Linked DNA regions of Zea mays: all the other regions are linked to region 3. The links are chromatin contacts, called in public Hi-C maps. All regions are on one chromosome and are shown on one strand. Each heading gives the region's core, a stretch centred on a gene start, on an enhancer-like site or on the middle of the called end of the contact. The rest is flanking DNA. Distances are from core to core; before and after follow the strand shown.

Region 1 (3,479 bases), core at 772-3,271, 150 kb after region 3:
CAGTATGCTCAATGAGCGATTGTGAATTGAAGTTGATATGAAGACTGCAGTAGTAAAGCATACTTACGTAGACCATCCTATCCCACAACCACAGCAAGGCAGCCGCCTCTCAAAGATTGCCAATCGTGGGTTTTCTTCGTCTCTGAGTAGTGCATACTTGCCAGCACACCCCTGGCAATGGCAAAATTCATCCGAGTGTGCTATGCAAATCAAAGAAAGAATATGATCAGCAACAGAAGTTTCTTTTTAAATCTGGCAATTTAAGACAATGTACAGAGGCAGTATCCCACATCCTGTCTCGAAGTGTTAATGAAGAGCATTTTAAAAAGATATGTCAGTAGCCAGATTAAGATAGGAACATTGTCCAGTTGAGAAGCACATTTTTATAAGCATGAAGTCAATAATATAAGTATATATATTTGATTGCAGTTAGCTTATACCATGCTGATGTTTACACATGACAGGTATACCAACATCCAATTCTGAAGGTACAATAACATCGCAATTTTACAATGACAGACTAATGTTGCAAAGGCTCTACACTCTATTGATTCACAAGAAACAATATTATAAAGTTGAAAACTGTTACCTTCTCCCATTTATTCTACAGATACCCTGCAAGGGAAGGCCAGCAGCCTTAATACCAAAAACTGACAAGTAGATCCCTCCCTGACAGTGACCAATTCAACAAAATGATCACGAGTTTTTCGTTACAGAAAGCAGCTGGGTATATCAAACATGCAAGTTTCCCTCAATCTTCATGACACTGCACTGGGGAAAAAAATACAAACATGAGAAAATTGATAGGAACAGATGCATGAAAATGCATAAATTCTTTTGTGAAAAATAGGGTCATAGACACGAATGCATGTCCTTTGCAATTGAGAGGACCATAGGAATTAGTCCTATATACACCAGCAGGTCCCGTGTCTAAACTTCCAAACCCCAGTAACAAAAGTTAAATAATGTAATTGTAAGGTACAATGACAACCAGACCTACAAAGCTGTCAAGAGTTAGCACTGTTGCCTACGGTCATCACAGAATACAAAGCAAACTCCTAATATAAACATGTGAATAGTGATTTCCTTGTCTTAGAAAGATAGCATGTCAGAACACATGCAAGCACATTGTCCACTAGTTAGAGGCAGATCTAGTGAAGTAATACACAGTGAACTCGAGTATCGAATTCTACAAGTACCAACAAAACAGAAATCGAGTGTCAGTACACAGTACACGAGGGGAAAGGAGCCACATGGCTCCTACGCTAAGTCTTTAGTTTTCACAGTGACGAATGGGTCAATGGGTTCAACCACTTCTTTATTACCCAAACTTCGTTGACAAGATGCAAGACACACTTACCTTGCCTGTCCTGCCGTCAGATTTCAAGTTTGGAAGCACAGTTGCCCGTCTACAACATTTAGCTGTAATTCTGACCGCCGCAGTACTTCCTTAGATAAGATAACTTGGGTAAGCGATTTCATCGAACACATTGAGCCCATTGCACTTCATCGAGCGGAGTAAAAGTTATGAACTGACCACAGACCTAACAGCCAACTACCCACAAAAGGACGCCGTCCAGATTCGATTACTCGACCCACCGCACACAGAGATTAGTAGGTTGCTAGGCTAAAACTCGCAGCTCGAATCCAATCAAAAACGGGAACAGACAATCCCGACGACGCCTTCGAACCCCAACCAAAGGATCCAAGAAACTAACCCGCTGGGGGATAGCAGACTTACGTGGAGAGCGGGAAGAAGAAGCACGCGCCTCCGCGGTCAGGTCGATGGACGCGAAGAGAGAGAGAGAGAGAGAGAGAAGGATCCTTGGCGGCGTTTTTGGATGTCCAGCGCCGCCAGGTCTGGCTCTGTGCTCTGGCTTCCCTTTTTTCCGGCCCCGGCGTTGGTGGTCTCAGGGGAGAGAAGGAACCGGAGAAAGCGCGGGGCGGCGGGGCTTTTGTCCGTTTGCTTGGCCAGCCCACGGGCCACGGCCCCACAGGATGAATCCGGCCATGGGATTATGGGAAGCAAAGAACTACGGATGTCTAATTTATCACACTTTATTTAACTTTTGTGTTTAAATTTAGTTCTTCAATTCAAATGATCAACCTTAGTTAAAATGTGACACGGTTAGTCACGAACCAAACAAACCCTACATCCTTATTATATTTTATCTGTCAATATATTTAAGCAAAGAACTGCTTCCTTACTATCTTGGCCATGGGATGCCACAGATCCTTGCCACTATACCTTCTTCCATAAATGTCACATCCTCAGAGTTCAACTAGACTAATCATATGTAATGAATGAATCTAGCAATATATTTAAGCAAAGAACTACATCCCTCCTGTTATTTTTTGTATAAATACTTACTTTCACTTGCATGCAGGAGAGTTCACGAATTCATATCTGACATCACGGTCGTGATAGTGGTGTCGCTCGCTGCGCTCATGCTCTAGATCCCTCACCATGTCCTCTTCCTCTACATGGCGCGCGCTCTGAGCTGCTCCAGCTCCTCGCTCTCATTCCACTTTCCTCTCTCTGAGACACTGCATGTCCCCTTCTCCCATTCTTCATTCCATGTCCGATGGAAACTGATGTTTTACAATTGTGTTGTCTTTCCTATTTTAGAAGCCTGATAATAAGGGGGCCTCAATCAACACCTCCAAAAAGGTCAGCTTCTGCTATCTTTTGCAATGACATCATCATGTAACGATAATGTTGACAATGACAACGTCAACTACGAACATCTTAAGGAATAGGTAAACAAAGATGCAGAACCATCTCGAGTGTTTGATGAAAATAATCCTACTAAACATAAGGAGGCAAGCATTTGCTCTCCAAAAGTGTCAGCGGAGCAACAAGGTACGACAATATTGTCATTTTAGTCTGACTCCCCTATAAAGCATAATTATCCTAGACAAACGGTGAAACATTGGGATGTAGTACAATGCCGTCGTTCAAGCCCCACTTGACACTCCCTTCATGATCATTAGTGTTAGCCAAATCAAACTATAATCCCAAACTTCATTCAATTGACCAACCCTCTTGTCAACCCTTTGTGCTGCAGATTGGACAATTGCAAGCTTCCTTGTTTGAATCATTTAGGACATCGAGGCCTCTTCCTCTCGTGCAGATCACGTGCTTTGTAGTACCATCATAGACCTCCATACAATTCAAGGATCCTTCTGTGGGCCACGAGGAAAAGCAACCAGCAGCTGATGGAGGTTGCAAAGGCATTAATCGAAACATCAATTTTGGGTCACATTTTGCATTCAAGGATTCTTTTGCAAGACATGTTGAGGAACATGGACTATCAAGATAGGATCATCGTATTTTAGTCATGGTAAGATATGTTGCTAAACGTAGTAATAACAAATCCATGGAGAGTGCATAGGTAACATAATTGTCTTGTATCAGTGGTGGTAATGCACTAGCTACACCAGAAGATACACTGATGTCCAAGTTTGTTCCAAGCCCA
Region 2 (3,389 bases), core at 364-2,863, 150 kb before region 3:
AAGAAAGATTCCAGTCCATGCCTAACAGTTTCAGGCAGTGGTAGAACGGAGGCTGGATCTTGCCTGCCACTGCCACCAACCACTACTGAACCACAACGCTTCATGAGCGGCAGTGGGCCGTGGCATCCTCGGCGAATCTCAGCCGCAGCTGTATCATATCGATCCTCGCCTCTCGCCGGCAGCCGGCCGGGAGCTCACGGCGGGGCAGACGGGTCCGGTCTGCTATGGCTCCGGTCACTGGTCAGGCGCGCTGCCCAGCGCATCCTCCTCGCCCTCGCCCTCGGCTGCCGCAACCGGCCGTCGCTGCCGGAGTCGCCGCCACTTCCTCCAGCTGCTGCGGATGTAACGTCACTGAACTCCAACTCGTAGCCTCCTCTCTCTCTCTGCTCCTCCTCCTCGAGTGTTCGTAACGGGGTGGCGTACGTACGAGTGGATAAGGTTTTAGATATGATTACTGCCCCCGGTTCGTGTATCGTGTCCTCGTCTTCCAGCAATGGCTGGGGGTGTGGTTTTAGCGGACCTCATCATAATCTGAACCGACGCAAATTTGCAAGTAAGAAACCAATGCGAATTTGTGTTTCTTTGTCGTTTTAAGCCATTTTAAGGCTCAGTTCGATGGCTCAGGTGCATGTGGCGTGACGAGATTATCCACAAATGTTTTCTCTAAATTCTTTCTCTATATTATTTTTTTCACATTAATAATATTTCTTCTTCTATTTTTTTATCTCCAGTAATGATTCCTCCTATATTCTTCTCATATACCCACTACAACCATAAAATATTATCTTCCATACCTATTTATTATATACAACTATTTTTCCACTATAAAAAAATAACACGGTGCACGAACTTCGAGGGTAAGTGGGCTGGCTCCAAGCCGCCAGATTTGGTGGAATCCTTTGTTGCGTTAGGCTAATCACAGTGAAGATTTCATGTCTCTATTTTTAAAAATAACACATCAGTTTTATGGATAAATGAAACATCTTTTCTCAATAGAAAGTTTCATCTTACTATTTCATATGTCAACATACTTCTTAAATGCTGCATATAAATAACCAATAGGATTTACTCAATTATATGAAGATGAAACAAAACACTCTCAGTGAAGGTTTCACACAGTTTTCAAGACCTTGGAAACGAGTTAACATGGTTTCATCCCCATAAAACTCTATGAAACTCTTCCTTCTTAAATGATGTGACATGTTATTAAAATAGCTGATTATAGCAGACTAATTAATACATGAAACACTTCATAAAACATCTATTGTGATTAGCCTTATTACTCTAGCCGATAGGGGAGGCTGAAGAGTCACGCTAAACACCTACACTGTAAGAAGACGCGAAGAGGCACGCTAAACACCGGTGCAAGGAGAGGCTGCGCCGTGCGCTGCAGGCAGTCTGAGTCCACAAGTCATGGTACACGTACACGTGATGAGTCCCCACGTGTGCCCTTTGCAATCACCGCTGGCGCCTGACGTGGCGCCAGAAGCTGTCGCCCCTGGAAGCTTTGAGTGGATTTGTTTTTTTTCCACCGATCCCGATTCGGATCCGATTCCGCGGCAGGCGGCATTCCCAGCCTCCCAAACCCATTTCCCTCTCCGATCAAATCAAATCAAACTCAAACCGACACGGGACCCACGCCGCATCTCCGCCTCCGCAGATCGCCGCCGCCTACACGCGCCCCTCCGCGCGCCGATGGCCGCCGCGGACCCGCCGCCGCGCGGGGAGGCCGCGCCCGCGCTGAAGCGGAGCGCCAGCATCGACCGGATACCGGCGGACGCGCGCCGCATCCTGCACCGCCTCGCCGGGGACCTCTGGGGCGGCGACGTGGACCCCGGCGCGCTGGCCGTGTCCCAGCTCAGGGGCGCCATGACCAACGAGGTCTTCCGGATCACCTGGCCCGGCGGCGAGGCCGAGGGCAACGGCCCGCGCAAGGTGCTCGTGCGCATCTACGGCCGGGGCGTCGAGGTCTTCTTCGACCGCGCCGACGAGGTCCGCACCTTCGAGTGCATGTCGCGCCACGGCCAGGGGCCCCGCCTCCTGGGCCGCTTCGCCAACGGCCGCGTCGAGGAGTTCATCAACGCCAGGGTACACTACGCCTCTACCACCCTAAATGCGTGATGTGTCTGCTCGGATCCGTTCCGCGGTTGTTTCTTGTCATGGCTCACTCGCGCGTTGCTCGCGTCCTGGCCTTGCCAGACCCTCTCCGCCGCGGATCTGCGCGACCCGGAGATGTCCGCGCTGATTGCCAGGAAGCTGCGCGAGTTTCACGATCTCGACATGCCTGGACCTAGGGACGTGTCATTGTGGCAGAGGCTCAAGTATGCCATTGTTTCTTTTCTTTTTTTATTTTTGTGGGAAATGTGCTTGAATTCTGATCCCAATCTGATTGCTTGGTGTTGTATGAATCAGGCGGTGGCTTGGGGAGGCTCGTGACAGGTGTTCTGAGGAAGAGTCTAACCAATTTCAGCTGAATAAACTAGGTGATGAGATTTCAGTGCTGGAGAAGACGCTCTCGGGGCTCCAACAGTCAGTAGGATTCTGCCATAACGATCTGCAGTATGGAAATATTATGATATATGAAGAGACCAGACAAGTCACCTTGATAGTAAGTTTTATAAAATGAGAATCTATTCTCATTTTTCACTTAAAACCTATTCCGGCGCCTATCTGCATAATTCTGGGTAAAATTTACAGGATTACAATTTTCCTGTATGTTATCATGAAATTTTAGGAATGGGGACACATATAAGTAAAACAGAAAAAAAATCTAGGTTTGCTGAGCAATGCTAGCAATAAGGAACAACTTGACAGACCTGCGAGGAGTTCTTGTTCTACCAAATCTTAGACCATGTTATTCCTGTAACTTAATGCCGCCTTGTTGATCTTTTATTCTCTGCAGGACTATGAATATGCGAGTTTTAACCCAGTCGCATTCGACATTGCTAATCACTTCTGTGAGATGGCTGCTGATTACCATACATCAACACCACATGTGTTGGATTTTACGAAATATCCTGGTTAGCTTCACTTATCACAATTTGCGTTGATAGATATCTTGCTATTGAAGTTACGTTTGCTGCTTGATTTCACTGCTATCTGCACTGTTTCAGACACTGGGGAGCAGAGAAGATTCGTTGAGGCATACCTTAGCTCTGCAGGTAACCACAATGCAAGGAATTCGAGGATGCTGTGCTAATGTGGACTATTTTAAATTTAAAAAAGACGCTCACTCGCACCACATGGATACGTTGTGAGAATTCTCTGTTTTCAAGAAATGTATTCTATATATGTTCATCAGGTAAAAAGCCAACGGATGGGGAAGTTGAAGAACTGCTAGGGTTGATAGCAAAGTACACTCTTGCGAGCCATCTCTTCTGGGGCCTGTG
Region 3 (3,492 bases), core at 115-2,614:
TGAATGCTGACAGTGTTGTTGTCCTTCTTCCTTATCCTGAGATTCAGTGCTTTTGCAACGTCTTCAAGCTTTGAGATGATGGCCAACGCAGGCTTATCTGAAGTGAACCTTGTCTCCTTCCTGCACTCCTTGATAAATAGACCAGACAGGTCCAACCCTGCTGATAACGCGATGATTTCAAAGGCATTGAGGTTTGTGGCAACCAAGGACTTCATATCTTCGTGAGCAATCTCCTTGCGCCTAGAAGCAAGCACTAGGGCAGCATTTGTGGTGGTGCCATTATCGCTAAGAACTTTCTCGTTCACTACACTGATCTCCCTAGGACCTTTTCGGAACCAGGTAGACTCTTTTATCTCCTGAATTGAAGGTCTCATGCTGGGGTTCGGGTTCAGGATCTTGTATAGCAGCCTCTTGAGTTTGTGTGAAAACCTACTGGGGCACCTGAAATCTCTATCATGTATCTTTCGATAAATCTCCATCAAGTTTGGGCCCTGGAAAGGGAGGTAGCCAGCAGCGAGAACAAAGAGGACAACACCACAAGACCAGATGTCTGATTTTGCACCATCGTAGCCTGTCTTCTTGATCACCTCCGGAGCTATATACACCGGTGTCCCACATACAGTATGGAGCAGACCATCTGTCCTCCTCGACTTTGAAAACGCGCTCAGTCCAAAGTCAGACACCTTGAGGTCTCCATTCTCATCCAACAGCAGGTTCTCAGGCTTCAAGTCCCGGTGGTACACGCCTCGGCTGTGACAGTGATCCAGTGCGTCCATGAGCTGCTCGAAGTATCTGTGTGCGTCAGCCTCCGTGAGCCTGCCGCTCCTCTTAACCTTGTCCATGAGCTCACCCCCTTTGGCATACTCCATGATGATGTAGATCTTGTTCCGCGTCGCCATGACCTCATGGAGACGAACAATGTTTTTGTGTTCCACCAGCCGCATCGTCGTGATCTCACGCTTTACCTGCTCCGAGAGCCCAGCCGTGAGCACCCTGTCCTTGTCCATGATCTTGATAGCAACACCCTGGTCGCACTCGAGGTCCCTTGCATAGTGCACCTTCCCGAACGCGCCTTTCCCCAACAGCTTCCCCATCTCGTACCGCTCCGTCAAAGTCTTCCCTCTGGTGTTCATATCTTTTATCTCCATGAAAATTGTGTGATCACGTATAAGACTAGCTTTCTGTTGTCAATCAGGTGGGCTGCGCCTTATGGGTCGGACTCTGAAGAGGGTGGAGTGGATGCAGGCAAGGTGACCGCCGCTCAAGTCAAGGGACGAGCAGGCCTGCAGACCTTGCGCAAGAGCCACCAGACCGCTCAAGTATCTTCTATGCAAGCACATCTTTCAGCATTCCCTGATGCTTTTGTTGGTGTTTCTTGTTACAGACTTGTGATCTGCAATACACAGAAAGAAAAGAAGCATTATTAGACTCGACTCTGCTGCTGGAGGACCACATGAAAAGGCTAGAAATATTTTGTTAGCTACAGGACCGGCCGGATGCCAACAGAATCGGCCAGCCAAGCAAGGGCTTCGTAAAAAAAAATCTAAAAATCATGATTGTGCATGCTATGTATACAGTGATCCCATCAGGTAACAGAATAAGAGAACAAGCTAGAAGAGTCGAAAAAACGACAGCAAGATTCATCGACAGTAAGAAGGTGAAAGGTAGGGGATAAATCTGAAATGAATGCAGTTTGTGTAAAGCCATCACCCGGCTATTTGGAACCCCAGCAAAAAAATCTGATCTCATCTCTAATAAGAATCCAAGCCATGTCACAGCAGTTTGTGTGAGCTTTGCCTGCCGCCGCCTTTATTCTAATCCTGAATCTATAAACCAGGTCTGTAGGGAGGCGCTAGGTATACGATCGTCGCCGTACGGCGTCCTTACCCTACAGCGTGGGATCCGTAAAAAGAAGTGGGATGGGAACGCATCGTAGCGGCCGGCGTGCAAGTAAACTAGATAAGGAAGACAGAGGATGCATGGATTGGTTGGTTGTTGTTACGTACCTTGCGACGACGACGACGACGAGAGCCAAGGCTTCGTTCCGGTCGCCGGGCGCTGCACTTTTTCAGGGTCACCGGGCGCTGCACTTTTTATGTTCCTTGCGACAACGACGACGAGAGCCAAGGCTTCGTTCCGGGCGCTGCACTTTTTCAGGGTCAGGGGGTGTCGAGACGATCGCCGCTGGTGTTTCGGCGAGCTTAGAGAGGTGGGTGCGGGTGGGATGCGGCGACAGCGAGAGAGGGTCAGGTCAGGTGCGGCTCATGGGCCTTTTATATGCCTTGACGAGAATGACCCGGGCGCTGCATGCAGGTCCGCTGGAATATTCGCCCCCGTGGCGTGCGTGGCTATCTAGCCATCCATGGCCATCCCGATGATCTATCTGTCTAGCCATCCAATCCATGGCCGTTTGATTCATCTGTGATGCATGTCTTGCATATAGACACACACACATGCAAAGATCAAAATCATGCAATGCAACAACCTGAGGCCTGTGTGCGCGCGCGTGGCTATCTGAAGCGATGCCAACTTGCAACTTGTAATGGTAGCAAGTTCTGGTGAGCAGATTCAATCAAAAGTTCTGAACCCACGTTGTCAGGTATGGTTTGTTATTAGATCTGGGTGACTCATTGTCAGTTATATATATATATATATATATATATATATATATATATATATATATATATATATATATATATATATATATATATATATATATATATATATATATATATATATATACTAGGTATGTGCCCGTGCGTTGCGACGGAAGTAAAAAATTTGTATGAAACATAGATATAGAATGGCAAACATCACTATAATATGTAAAATCCGTGTGAAAAACATTAGCAATATTGCACAAATTATTTCTAAAGAGTCAATATATAATTTTTAATGACAGGCAAATGAAATCGTTGACAAAAGCTTAGCAACCGTCACATTTGTTCAAGGGATCCAGGAGTTTAGAAACGAAGGCATTTTGATCACAGAAACTTAGTCAAACTTCTTGGTTTCTGCAATCAAGAAGATGAGAAGTTACTTATATTGAAGTACTAACAAAAGCTTAGATGCTTTCCTTTTTCGGTATGTTATGACTAATGTTTGCATACTGAACCAATTTGTACAAGTGTATCATAGTGGCTGGCACCTGACAGTGTGTTCACAAAAATCTTTGAAGATGTTACAAGAAAATCTTCTCTTGATTGGCCATTATGGTTCAAAACAATTAATGGGATTGCAAGAGGATTGCTTTATCTTCACCAAGATATCAGTTTTTGGTCCAACCAGGATTTATAGTTGAAGCGAACAACAAGCAAATACGAGTTGCTGGAACATAGTAAGTAATTCATCCAGAGCTCTAGCTTAACACGGTGAAGTATTACAATTTTACTAATTGGAAAGATTTGAAAGGTTTTGCACGCCCTAACAGCTAGGTGTCTATCTTCCGTCCACAGAGGTGAACTGCTCTGCGAATCCAAGAGGCCTCATAGG

The links. A called contact is a pair of places that touch in the nucleus more often than the background predicts.
Region 1: a Hi-C map of bundle sheath shows a contact between it and region 3, with 3 times the contacts expected there. The contact joins the promoter of LOC100274933 here to the promoter of LOC103634924 in region 3. A contact is called at or near these places in 4 of 25 Hi-C or Micro-C datasets (bundle sheath, ear and leaf).
Region 2: a Hi-C map of bundle sheath shows a contact between it and region 3, with 2.4 times the contacts expected there. The contact joins the promoter of LOC100192922 here to the promoter of LOC103634924 in region 3. A contact is called at or near these places in 4 of 25 Hi-C or Micro-C datasets (bundle sheath, ear, endosperm and 1 more).

What each region holds. Positions count from the first base shown.
Region 1 is chr8:22,038,307-22,041,785 of Zm-B73-REFERENCE-NAM-5.0, forward strand. LOC100274933 reads right to left here and starts at 2,022. Exons shown (of 5, transcript XM_035961613.1): 1 at 1,742-2,022; 2 at 590-771; 3 at 68-200. The coding sequence starts at 599.
Region 2 is chr8:21,742,764-21,746,152 of Zm-B73-REFERENCE-NAM-5.0, forward strand. It overlaps LOC100192922, which reads left to right and starts at 1,614. Exons shown (of 7, transcript NM_001138106.1): 1 at 1,614-2,088; 2 at 2,200-2,321; 3 at 2,413-2,608; 4 at 2,903-3,020; 5 at 3,114-3,161; 6 at 3,302-3,389. The coding sequence starts at 1,696.
Region 3 is chr8:21,893,480-21,896,971 of Zm-B73-REFERENCE-NAM-5.0, forward strand. LOC103634924 (CBL-interacting protein kinase 14) reads right to left here and starts at 1,365. Exons shown (of 1, transcript XM_020542804.1): 1 at 1-1,365. The coding sequence starts at 1,148.